2 separate regions of the Ovis aries genome follow, and region 1 is linked to region 2. The links are chromatin contacts, called in public Hi-C maps. All regions are on one chromosome and are shown on one strand. The core of a region is the stretch at or near the end of the contact, and the rest is flanking DNA. Distances in the headings are between cores, read along the strand shown. Region 1 overlaps FRY (FRY microtubule binding protein). Region 2 holds the start of ZAR1L (zygote arrest 1 like).

What was found. Hi-C and Micro-C count contacts between places; a contact is called where the count stands out from the background.
Region 1: a Hi-C map of liver shows a contact between it and region 2, with 4 times the contacts expected there. The contact joins the enhancer-like site here to the promoter of ZAR1L in region 2. A contact is called at or near these places in 8 of 16 Hi-C or Micro-C datasets (blood, hypothalamus, liver and 4 more).

The regions. Positions count from the first base shown.
Region 1 is chr10:29,066,598-29,072,765 of ARS-UI_Ramb_v3.0, reverse strand. It overlaps FRY (FRY microtubule binding protein), which reads left to right. Exons shown (of 64, transcript XM_042254804.2): 47 at 1-41; 48 at 377-547; 49 at 2,464-2,604; 50 at 4,524-4,703. Among named protein-coding and RNA genes, the nearest start is that of ZAR1L, 100 kb to the right of the region's middle. Within about 2 kb of position 3,800, at least 7 of the 54 cell types and tissues checked have an H3K27ac peak or open chromatin away from gene starts, as enhancers often do. A contact at or near this core is called in liver, where this site is marked.
Region 2 is chr10:28,966,576-28,972,771 of ARS-UI_Ramb_v3.0, reverse strand. It overlaps ZAR1L (zygote arrest 1 like), which reads right to left and starts at 3,191. Exons shown (of 8, transcript XR_009595259.1): 1 at 351-3,191. It overlaps BRCA2 (BRCA2 DNA repair associated), which reads left to right and starts at 3,213. Exons shown (of 27, transcript XM_042254798.2): 1 at 3,213-3,254; 2 at 4,100-4,201. The coding sequence starts at 4,135.

The sequences.
Region 1 (6,168 bases), core at 2,551-5,050, 99 kb before region 2:
CCAACCAGTTCTGTAAGGATGTAGCTGAGAGAATCGCTCAGGTATGCCTTAAGGCTTCACCCTCAGGCAGATCCAAGACCCAATGTTGGACAGCGGTTACCAGGCGTGGGGTGATACGTTTCATAAACCTGAAGAGACTAACTGATATCACTAGTAATTCACATTTCTGGGTGGCTGAGTCACATGGTCATTTCATTATTGAGAAAATAAGTGGGAAAAAAAACTGGTGAAAATTAAATGACTAAGTATTCTGCAGCTGCCCCCAAAAATGTATCGATCAGTTTTCCAGGCTGCTAGGGCTTAGAGCAAAATTGCTAACATTTCTTCCTTATTCATCAGGCTGTTGTATCACTAGTTGACTTTCTTCTCATAAAAGGTTTGTTTGGAAGAGAAGAACCCCAAACTTTCCAATCTTGCACACGTCATGACTCTTTATAAAACACACAGCTACACGAGGGACTGTGCCACGTGGGTCAATGTGGTCTGCCGGTACCTTCATGAAGCCTATGCTGACATCACCTTGAATATGGTTACCTACCTGGCAGAGGTAAGTTCCTGAATTGAGGATAAAGTCTATTGTAGTTTCTATGGGTAAAATAGTGGGCTTCCCTCATAGCTCAGTTGGTAGAGAATCTGCCTGCAATGCAGGAGACCCAGCTTCTATTCCTGGGTCGGGATGATCCCCTGGAGAAGGAAATGGCAATCCACTCCAATATTATTGCCTGAAAAATCCAGTGGACAGAGGAACCTGGCAGGCTGACCAGAATCAGACAAAACTTAGTGACTAAGCCATCACCACCACCATGGGTAAACTATGTATGTGAAACTGATAAGAGCCTTAACCTCATTTATTCATCATGTATTCACTTACTATGTATTATCATAGATGCTGTATAGAATCAGTTAAAACAACTGATGCTCACAATAACTCAGTGATTACAACAGAGAACCTGAGAATCAGCGGGTTTAGTAATCTACAAGTGTAAGGTGTCACAGCAGCCTTTGAAATGATATATAGCTGCCTCCAAAGCGTAAACTCCTTTTTACTACCCTGGTACCTGTCAGCACATGCCAGAGACAGGAAGATTTTCTTCAAATTATTCTGGTGTTCAATCTTATTTAAGGACTTAACTATGTTTAATGGTTGTATGCTCTGAACTCATTAACAAAGCATATATTTTTGAAGATGCTCATTTTTCCACACAATAGATTTGTTAACGGATCAGTCCTTTTGGCCACTTTCGATGTGGAATCTCAGCATTTCTCTGAATCACTTCTATTATCTTTTAGTTTTGAACAGTAACTTTTTTCATTATGTCTGTTACAGCAATTTGCTTATTATTTTCCTTTCCTTTTTGAAAATATCATTGACTTCTTTCTTGATTATAAAAGCAGTATGTGTTTGTAGCAGAAAATTCAGAAGGTACAGAACAGTAAAAAAAAAAAAAAGAAAGAAAGAAAGAAAAATCATCCAAAATAATTTAAATTATCCAGAGAGAAACACTAGTAAGATTTTGTTGGGTGTCCTTACTGTGTTATTTGTCTAACACACACCCATTTACATCAGTGTTAGCATCATTTATTATATAGAAACTATATATTCCTTCTTTATTATTTCACTTAATATAGCTAATATCTTTTACTGTCTTTAAAAACATTCTATTGAATACATAGTATTTCATCATATGGATTACCATAATTTATGTATCCGTGTCCCTAGTGTTTGATTTTTAAATTGCTCACAGAGCTTTCTTGTTTTGTGTGGGATTTTTCTCTTTTTTTAACCATTATAACTAATGCCTTGGTGAAATCTCATACTTAAATCTTAGTATCTGTCTCTAGGTTTGGAAAAGTTCCTAAAAATGTAATTATTATTTCAAAAGATATGAACCCTTTTAGTTATCTTGATCTCAATTGCCAGATTATCCAAGTTAACATTTCCACCAATGATTTCTACCCTTTCCTATATCCTCCCTGGTTCTGTCATCAATTTGATAACTTATAAATGTATCTCTTTTGTTTTCATTTGTAATTTTCAGTCACTGTTGGTGTTTGATGCTTTCCTTTTGAGGTTTATTTTGTATTCCATTGTGTGAATTTTTTTAGGTCTTTAAAAAAATTTTTATAAGCATTTTTCTTTTTAAAAGAGCTTTTATTTACTTATTTATTAGGCTGTGCTGCATGGCATTGTGGGATCTTAGTTTCTCGAGCAGGAATCACACCCTGTGCCCCTTGCTGGGGAAGCACAGAGTCTTAACCACAGGACCACCGGGAAATCCCTGAATATTATGTTTATATATCAGACCTACAGCATTGCCTTTGATAACATCTCCACCTCTTCAGTAGTTAGGATTTTCTTTTCCCTTCTAAGGAAATGTGCAGTCATAAAGGTACTAGGAGGCCTTGGTGCTTCTGTGTGGAAATCTGGTGTCAGATGACTCACCCTGCGCGTTGCCCCCACAGCTTCTGGAGAAGGGCCTCCCCAGCATGCAGCAGCCCCTCCTGCAGGTGATCTACAGCCTGCTCAGCTACATGGACCTTTCTGTCGTTCCTGTAAAGCAGTTCAACGTGGAAGTTCTGAAGACCATTGAAAAATACGTGCAAGTGAGTATTGAACCAGGATGTTTCCAGACAGTCATTCCAGAAAGACAGCTTTTGCACGGAGCTTGTACTTGGCCACAGTTATATGGGTGCCAGGCTACGTGTTCATTTATCGATGTCCATAACACACTGAGAGCGGCCAAGATGGTGGCTGACCACCACCCTGAGTGGCTTCCTGAGGAGAAAGACAGGACCAGGCCGCAGTGCGTTCCTGAGCCTTCAGAGGACACGTCTCTGAAAGCATGTCCCGGCTTGGGGGGCAGGGGCAGGGTCTTGTTTGAGGGTTCTATTTCAAAGGAGAAGGAAGAAGCAACTTGTGTGTGCCTGGTTCTAGATCAGGTGTTTTAGATGAGAAGGGTTAATTCAGAGGTGAAAATTGTCACTTAGGGTCGAAGGAACTAAGGCTAAGAAATCGGCATACTTATACTTGAAAATACTCCAAAAAACAAAACATACTGTGTACTTGGTGAGTTTCAGAGTTCAAGGACAAATGCTCGGTTTTCTCTGGTTAAACTCATTGACTAAGCCTGACAATCTTAAACATTTTTTCCCAATCTTCACTTCACCAGTCACGTTACTTGCAGAATTTGCAAATGCTAAAAATGATTTTCAAGCTTTTTTTTTCTCCACGTGGCATTGCTCCAATAACAGTTGTACCATGTGGTAGGTGTTCGTTATTGCTTTCTCACTTGACACTCACGAGAGACAGAGGGTCAGTTCACATCTTGCCCCTTGTTAAAAAAAAAAATTGTTTTGTTAGACTACCTGTTCTTAGTCCTGTGGATCATCCCTGGTTCTTGAGATCTTATCTTGAATGGTGGCTAATTTCATATCAAACCATGACCTCCCTTGTGCAGAATTTGACAATGAAGGGAATGCGTTTTACTTCATGTGCTTTATTCCAAGTCCTAGGCAAATAATAACGTTTATCAGGCTGATTATCCGTGTGCAGTAGTTTTATGGGAGAAGTGTCTCGGTCTGCCTGGGAGTCGTCAGAGACACAAAGATGGTGAAACACAGTGAGACTTAGAGAAGAGTAGGACTTTGATAAGCAAGGAGAGGAAGGGCATTCCAGGATGAGCGAATAGCATGAGGAAAAGCGCAGAGGTTAGTGACATCGGCCGCTCTGGCGAATTCCAGGGCAGATTACCCATGTAGGGCTTGCTCAAAGAGTGTGGACTCCTCCTTGTCCACCAGGGGGAGCTCCTGAAGATGTTTAAGCAGGGAAGTGGCTTGAGCTGAAGATTCTGGAAAGATCACTGTAGCTGGAATGGGTTTGATGGACCCAAGGAGAGGCTGCAAGTGGGGAAACCAGTTAAGAAACCACTGAAATAGTCCAGGGAGGATTCAGCTGAGTCCGTGCCAACAGGAATGGAGGTGGGCAGGGGTAGGGGTCAGATTCTCAGGAGGGAGGGAAGAGGGGGTGAAGAATGGTTCCCAGACTCCCGGGTTAGGTCATGAGAAGGCTGAGGGCAGAGGTCAGATGCCCAGGAAGCAAATGGAACAGAAAGAGCCAGAGAAGCAGGGAGCGTGGGTGGAAACTGGAGGCAGGGAGAATCTTGAGGAGTGAGGAGACAGTAGCATATCTGCAATGAAGGGTGGAGATTTTTTGTTTTATTTTGCTTTTCAAATTAAGGAAGTACCTCATTAGCAAAAGCGGTACCTTGTTATTTTAGCCTTCTGTTTATTTAAATGTGGACAAAACTGGGTTTTTTTATTTGCTTATTTCCTAAATGTAGCTCCTCTTACAGATAAATTATCTTTTTTATGTCATTTGCCTTTTACTTACTAAAGAATTTCCTGTACTGTTTTAAATTAGTGAGTTCTGACAGGTCATGAGGAGTGTTAGTAGCTAGGAGCATGTTAGTTTTTTTTAATGAAATAATTTTTTAAGTATTGACTGACTGTTTCATTTCCTTCAGAGCATTCACTGGAGAGAAGCTTTGAATATTTTGAAGCTGGTGGTTTCTCGATCTGCCAGCCTAGTTTTGCCTTCCTACCAACACAGTGACCTCTCAAAGATAGAAATACATCGAGTGTGGACGAGCTCATCCAAGGAATTACCTGGAAAAACCCTAGACTTCCACTTTGATATTTCAGAGGTATGTTAACTGTTTCCATAAACTTTAGCATGAATACACAGTGGCAAAGTTCAAAACTAGCCGCCTAGAGAAGGGGAGGCTTACATTTATGTCAAATGAAAGCTTCTAAGGCCTAATGAGGTTCTGTTTATTCTCTTTTTAAGAACACATTCACAGGGGCTCTCACTTGGCAGCTTTTAAAAATAGAAGCTAGCCTCAGTTATATAAAAACGATTCCACAGAAAAGACAATTTTTAAATGGAATGATCTTAAACATTTTAAACCATGACCTTCACTCATTCTTTATCTGACTGCTGCCACGTCCTGTCTGGTATCTGCAACCTTGTTTCCTGAACTGTAGCCAAACCAGTGAATGACCGAGATTTATGGAATCTGCCCTTATGGTCATTCCCCCAAGCCACACTGCTTTTTTTCTTTAATAATTTTTTTAAGTTGATATGTTGTATTTTCATTTTTATTAAGTTCCAATTTTTTGGGTGGGGTCACATGGCATTCAGGATGTTAGTTGCCCAACCAGGGATCAAACCCACGGCCCCTGCAGTGGGCACATGGAGTTCTAAAAACTGGACCATCAGCGAAGTCTCCCACAATGCTTTTTACAATACCACTATTTAAATTCTTAGCTTAAGAAAGAAGGGAATGTGGAGAGAAGAGACATATGAACCGAACTAAGGAGTCAGGAAGAAAAGAGGACACGAAATAGTCCGATTTACCTGCTGGTCCATGAACAAACTTTTGGAAACCTGCACTTAAGTGTGTTAGTCTAAGATATAAAAATACATTTGCTTTCCTGTCTCTCTTACCCCATGACCGATAAGCCCCTAAAGCAGAAACCGTGGTCTGTCCGCTTTGTAATTACGGTCTGTACAGTGTCTAATGCATGAACGTACTTCATACATATTCTTCAGCATGGCTGAATCCATCAGTTCACTAAAGAAATAAACTAGGTCTGCTGACATGCAACTTACTGGCTCAGTTGTAGCCAGACTGGGTTTTTTCATTCGTCTCATTGACCATTCAACACTCAGGATGAGACACTGTTTATTGCTACTGTTGTGATATTTATATATGACATTAAGGTATCAAATCAATATTTTTCCATTTTAAACAGTTTATATTGCTAGGGTAGGAGAGGGCGCTTACTCTTTTACTAAAGTTTATTCTGTTCCAAAGAGGTACAGAAGACCTGTGGCCAGTCAGCTGCACGTCCCAGAGACCCAGTTGCTCCAGAAAGATGGGCCTGGAGAGACAGGTGGAACACTCCCAGCCAGTGTCTCTCATCTCTGAATGTGGGCCTGTGAACAGGTTTCTGTAGAGACCCCTTGTGGCTTAAGTTTGAGAGGTGCTGCCTACCCAGCTACCACATTACAGACCTCTCAGGAGTGAAATTTCTTAAATGTTGCCCAAGAACCTGGCCCTGACTGTTTCCTTTAAATAACTGAAATCATAGATTTAAATAAATTTT
Region 2 (6,196 bases), core at 1,942-4,441:
ACACAGGGACTTCCCTAGTTGTCCAGTGGTTAAGAATTTGCTTTCCAATACGGGGAGGTGGGTTGGACCTCTAGTGGGAAACTACTGAGCCAGGGGCTCTAGAGCACGAGCGGCAACTAGAGAAAAGCAGGCGCGCTGCAAGGAATGATCCCGTGAGCCGCCAGTCAGACCCAAAGCAGTTCAGTCAATAAATAAATTTAAAAAACCCACACAGGACATGTAAAATACATGTTTTCAGAACTTCCTCTCTCCTTTATCAAATAAAGGGAGGAAGCGCAAGAAGATTCTGCTCTCATGGGGCCAGAAATGGCGGGGGAAAAAAGGGTAAGGCTAAGGGAGAGAAAGCTCACCTGGAAGTTGGGCCTCCCAAGCGGCTGGCTGGAGTCAACCGGGGCCAGCTTGCTCTTCCTCTCCCGAGGACTCGAGGAGTCTTCCTCCAACAGCTCCTCACGCGGCTGGAGTTCCTCGGGGGGATCCTCTTCCGACCTTGGTGGTGGTGATGGTGGTGGCAGTGGCGGGGGCGGCTGGCCAGCCTCGGGAGGACCCGAGAGCGCCTGCCGCAGTTGCACCTGGCCCCAGTGGCCGGGCACCGGCGAAGAGACGCCCCAAGCAGACGCAGGTGCACTGTGGCCTGCGCTGGCCCAGGGGGAGAGGCTGTCCAGGGTGCGAGGCCCCAGAGAGCACTGCACAGATTTGCCCACCCGGAGGCTCACCTGCACACCCACATCTTTGGTGTTGGCCTTGCGCAGCCGCAGGCTCAGGCCGGGGTTCATATGGGAGAAAACGGCCATAAGCTGGGCTCTCTTGTAAGGGTCCATGCAGCAGTCGGAGGCACTGGAGGGCATCAGTAGCCTGGGCCTGGCCAGGAAAGTGGGGGGAACATTGGTTTGCCTCCAGAGCGGTTGTCCGTGCTCAGAGAGTCCAGACTGGCCCAAACGCAGCATGTTCCCATAGCCGGGGTACAAGCTGTAGGGAACACAGAAGACACGCTCCATCCGACCACCTGGCGCCCAGGCGCAGCGCAATATCCCGAGGCAGTTTGTTTCAGGCCTTGTTTTGTCTTCCACCTTCACCCGCCCCCTTTTTCTCCAGGTCACGTTGGTTCACGTTCTTCCGGAGCTTCTCCATTTATTTCAGATTCTGATGAGTGCTGCTGCCTATTACCCAAATTGGAGGAGGGAAGGCGATATCCCTACATTGAGGCCTAATTGCCACCTGATCCCTAATTGGGCTCTCTGCCTCTCAATTCACTGCTCTTGAATCTTTTTTTTTCAAAGCTGTTTTTCATTTAACTTCTTATTCACACACATGCTTTAATTAGTAATTCTAATTTATTCCTATGCATGCATAGTCTTCAGTCATCCAACTCTTGGTGATCCTATGAACTGCAACTCACCAGGCCCCTCTGTCCATGGGATTCTCCAGGCAAGAATACTGGAGTGGGTTGCCGTGCCCTTCTTCCCAACCCATGGATCGAACCCAGATCCCCTGCATTGCAGGTAGATTCTTTACCATTTGAGCTACCAGGGAAGCTCCAATTTATTCCTATACTGACTTACAATTTCAGAGACTGTGTTTTAAAAATAAAAAAGATTGAATACAAGCAGCAAAATTTGAGCTGCCGCACTATTAGAGTGAGCATAAAGAAGACAGTGTTATGGCAGGATGCATAAATATAAAAAACCTGGTTCTGCAGCAGCAAGAAGCATAGTTATGGGGGTTGGCGGGACAGTGTATTTAGTGAAAAAATAGATTTCAGAGGGTTGTATAACATGCCAACCGTTCTCATTAGTCCACTCTAGTGAGAATTCTCCCCAAAAGGGGAAAAGCAGCAAACTGTTCTTAGAGGTTAAACGCAGACTTAATCACAGGATAGTTAAGTATCTTAAGTAAAAGACTTGAACTGAAACTTGCGCACTGCATGCTAAATCGCTTCAGCAGTGTTCCACTCTTTGCAACCCCATGGACAGTAGCATGCCAGGCTCCTCTGTCCACCTGGGCCTTGTTTACTAGACAACTTACTCAACTGGATGATTCAGTTTCCCCATTTGACAATACCAGAAAATTTATAAGATTATCATAAGGTTAAACGTAATATTACTTATAAATCAACTGGATGATTCGGTTTCCCCATCTGACAATACTCAAAAATTTTTAAGATCATAAGGTTAAAGGTGATATTACTTATAAAGCATAAAGAATAACTCACAGATGCTCATTAAGAGGTAGCTGTTATTGGCTAAAGATCACAGGCCTGGGTATCTGTGCTATTTAGACCTAGATGATCATAAGCTTTTGTATCTATGTGTATTGCAAAGGTGTCTACAGCCAAGGATAATGATCAAACTAAAATGACACCTCAGGTACCAAGTAAATGGCACCCTTTTTCGAATCCAAAGTTGCTTTCACTGTTCGTCGGTCAGGAGCCTTTGGATAGTAGCAAGGCCTATGAGCCACTATCACCTTCAGAATCCAGTTGAAAGCTTTCGAGATCCTACAGTAAACACCTGAATTAAGCCTTGTGCTAGCCATAGCCCATACTCTGTGAGTGAGACTGCTGTCTTCCAGGGCAGTTTCAAGAGCAAGTCAGGCACAAAACAGGTGCTTAGTATCCTAGGAGCGTCAAGGATACGTCAAGGATACTACGGAAGCCTGCAGGAGGAAGTATTATCCAAAACTACAGGAGACTTGAGATAGGCTTAACAACTTTTCAAGCCGGGAGAGTCTCAGAGGTTTTTGAAATTCTGCTGCCCAACAGCAACACGCAGTCTATAACCAATGTACGCTGGCTTCAAATCTCAGCCCCTTCCACTCTATAGGGAGCTCTCCGTTGGGCAAGAAGTCATCCGCACCGACTGAGCACTGTGGGGTTTTCTAACGTCTGCCCACTTTGGGCGACGCCCTCTTAGTAGAGAACAAAGACTTCACAGACCGCAGGCCGCGTCGGGGGCGGGGGCGGCCATCCAAACGAGAGACGGAGCGGAGGAGGGGGAAGGCAGGGCGTATACATGGGGCGTGGTCCCTCCAAACAGCGCGGCTTGGTACTCTGAAGGCTCGGAAGAAGAGAACGAGCATCCCGGCTCTTTCTTTAGCGACTCCGGACTGACGCGAGGTTTATCCCTGGCCACAAGCGGCAGCACTGACGGCGCGGCCACAGTCTGATTCCGGTGGGCGTTTACGCTGCGTGCTGCGTCATGGCGTCATCGCGTGACATATCCCGAGAGCGGGCTTTTGGCGCGAGAATCTGAAACCCGGTGGGTGGAGGTGCGGCTGCTGAAGTTTGCTGTCTGGGGCGGTGGGTGTCCGCGAAGGAGCTTGAGCGATCCCGTTTCTTATCTGAGTACCTGTGCGTTGTTCAGCTCCTCTGGCCAAAAACATAAACCAGCTTCACCTCTGAAGGCGGTTAGTGTTGGCAGGGGTGGAGAGTGGAGATGGGCAGCCTTACGCGGTCTCAGGCAGCGGGGAGCGCCTCCGGTGCTCGGGTGGGAGCCGAGCCTCCTGCCCTCACTGGTCCTTTCCCGTTCCGCACCGACAGGGGGAAGGGATCAGGTCCTCGGCCGGAGGCTCCAGTCCCGCCCCTTCCCGGGGACTCCTTGGCCCAGCTTCGGGCGCCGCTCGGCCCACATGTCCCAGGCTGAAATTTCCTTCATTGGAATCACGATGAAGTTACTTTACCGGAATATTGCTGTTTTGGAAAATGTTTCATAGCCTGTGGCACATTGTATCTGCCTCATCGCTTAGTCCCCAGGTAGTTGCTGTATTAACGAAAATTTACTGATTGGGAATTGTTTCCCGGTGTTTATCTAATAGCCCTCTGCTAACTGCGCAGCCACTGGCCACACGTGACTAGTTAATGAAGATTAAATAATAATTTAAAATTCTGTTCTTGAGCAGACTTGCCACAGTTGAGATGAGTCATGTGGCTAATGGCTGCTCTATTGGACTGCACAAATACAGAATACTTACTTGCCCGCGGTGAGTTCGATTCTTGTCTTAAACAATGTAGCTTCAGGCAGGTTTACCTCTTCCGGTTTTACCTCAGACTCACTTAGCAAGGACTGCATACGTGTGAAGTGTGTTTTGGTGTTCTCTTTTGCAGACTCACCAAACTTTGAAGGAATAGTGTAGATAAAAATGCCGATTGGATGCAAAGAGAGGCCAACTTTTTTTGACATTTTTAAGACGCGATGCAACAAAGCAGGTATTAACAGTTTTTTATATGAATTGATCTTTTACATAGAGAAAAATGTTTTCAGAAAAATGTGTAATTATACATGCTTGTTGAAAAGAATCCAGTGCTTAACGTTTTTGTTTACACCATAAACTGTGCTTTATGAAGTCATAAATCAGAAAAGTAATCATTTACAGTTAACCAAATGATCGGTGTAGAACCTGTGGTGGATAAAGAGGAAACTGGCCCCTTGATGAGTGGCACTGTTTTTAAAGCAGAGACTTTCTAGCAAGTTAGAAGCATTAGTAACATAATAGCAGAAGTTGTCAGTTCTCCTTACACTCGTAAAATGATTGAGGACTGAGAGTATTTGTTTATCTAGGTTACCATATTAGAAATTAAAACTAAGAGCTTTTAAAAACATTAAGTTAATAACAAAAATAAATTCATTGCATGTTAACATGAATAATATGTTTATGAAAAATAACTTTTCCAAGAAAAATGTGAGGAGTGACATTACTTTAAAATTTTGCAGTTCTCTTTACCATCTGGCTCAATAGAAGATAGCTGGATTTTCATGCTCATTTTCAAAGAATTGCATTTAATTCTTTACAATACGTTGTTTGATAGAAGTATATGAAGAAAACCATACTTTACACAGAAAATGTAGTTAGAAAAAGGAGTGTTTTTAACTGTTTTCACTTTATTGTGGGTAGTTTTCTTTGGTATTATACCAAACTTAAGTGGGAGTTTCTTAAAAGTTGCAATGTGGAATCTGAAACCATGTAATGAATTTTTTGTACTCTTTTTACATTAAATTCAATTAGTCTTTCTTGCTCCTGAATAAATCTTTTACCCATGTTGTGACATCATCCATGGTTTGATTATTTGAAAAATACTGATGTTCTGAATTACACAAATATACCAAATATTGACACATTCCATTAGACATTATTAAAAAATCACATTGGTTACTTCACTGATCTCATCAGAAAAGTCTTTTCAGGTTGGGAAGATGTCAAGCTGACAGAGAACAAAGTTCTAATTCTCATTTGAAAACTCACATTTTATCTTTGGCAGCAAACTGTTGTTTTCCCTGCAGTAACAGGACATTTCAAGAAAATGTCCACCAAATACCCAACTCAGAATAACTTAGTCATTCTTTCTAGCAAAAATGGCTTTCCATGAAAAGTGCTAATTCAACTCACAACTCATCACATGAGTGCTTTTTCCAAATAACTATTGTACTTCAGTATGCAGAAATGGTTTTATGTGTGCTCTCCATTTTGTCACTAAGGACACTTTAAGTTAAACTTGCTTTTTTGGTTTTTTGTAACAAATTCATGGTGATGAAAAATATAGTAACTCCTAGTACAGTTTGTGGCCACTGCCATGATTCAGGCAAAGCTGTCACCAGTTTTACCCACCACTGCTGTAAATGTCAACATTGGGAAAAAGGCAAATGATGTCTAATATGAAAACAGTTTTGACCTTACAGACCCCTTGAAAGGGTCTTGGGGAACCTCCCCTCAAGTGGTCCACAGGCCACATTTTGAGAACCACTACTTTAAGTATAGAACATAAGAGAAATTTTGTTCTCTAACAGAGAATCTATTCCGCTTGATTTGTGAGTCTATATGTCTTGTGTACCTATAGACTTGTCACAGCCATTTATGTAGTATTGTATCTGTGGGTTGCATTCTTACTGTGGATGATTTTTATTTCTGAATCGTGAATATAAAAGAAAACTTTAAAAAGCTAATATAGCTAATAATCTTGTAAAAAATTTCTGTTCTACCTTGCTACAGATTCATAACAGACTAATGAACTTGTTGAACTCATTATTGACTAAATAAGTGTTAATACGCCTTTCTTACACAAACGTTACTGACCAGGGAAGCTTCAGTATTTACTTGTATAACAAATCACTGGTGTTAGCTTCTGCAAAAATCCTCCAGTTAATAATATGTTAATTAGTATGTCTTAAATGTAATTCACCAGAGAAGGCAATGGCAACCCACTCCA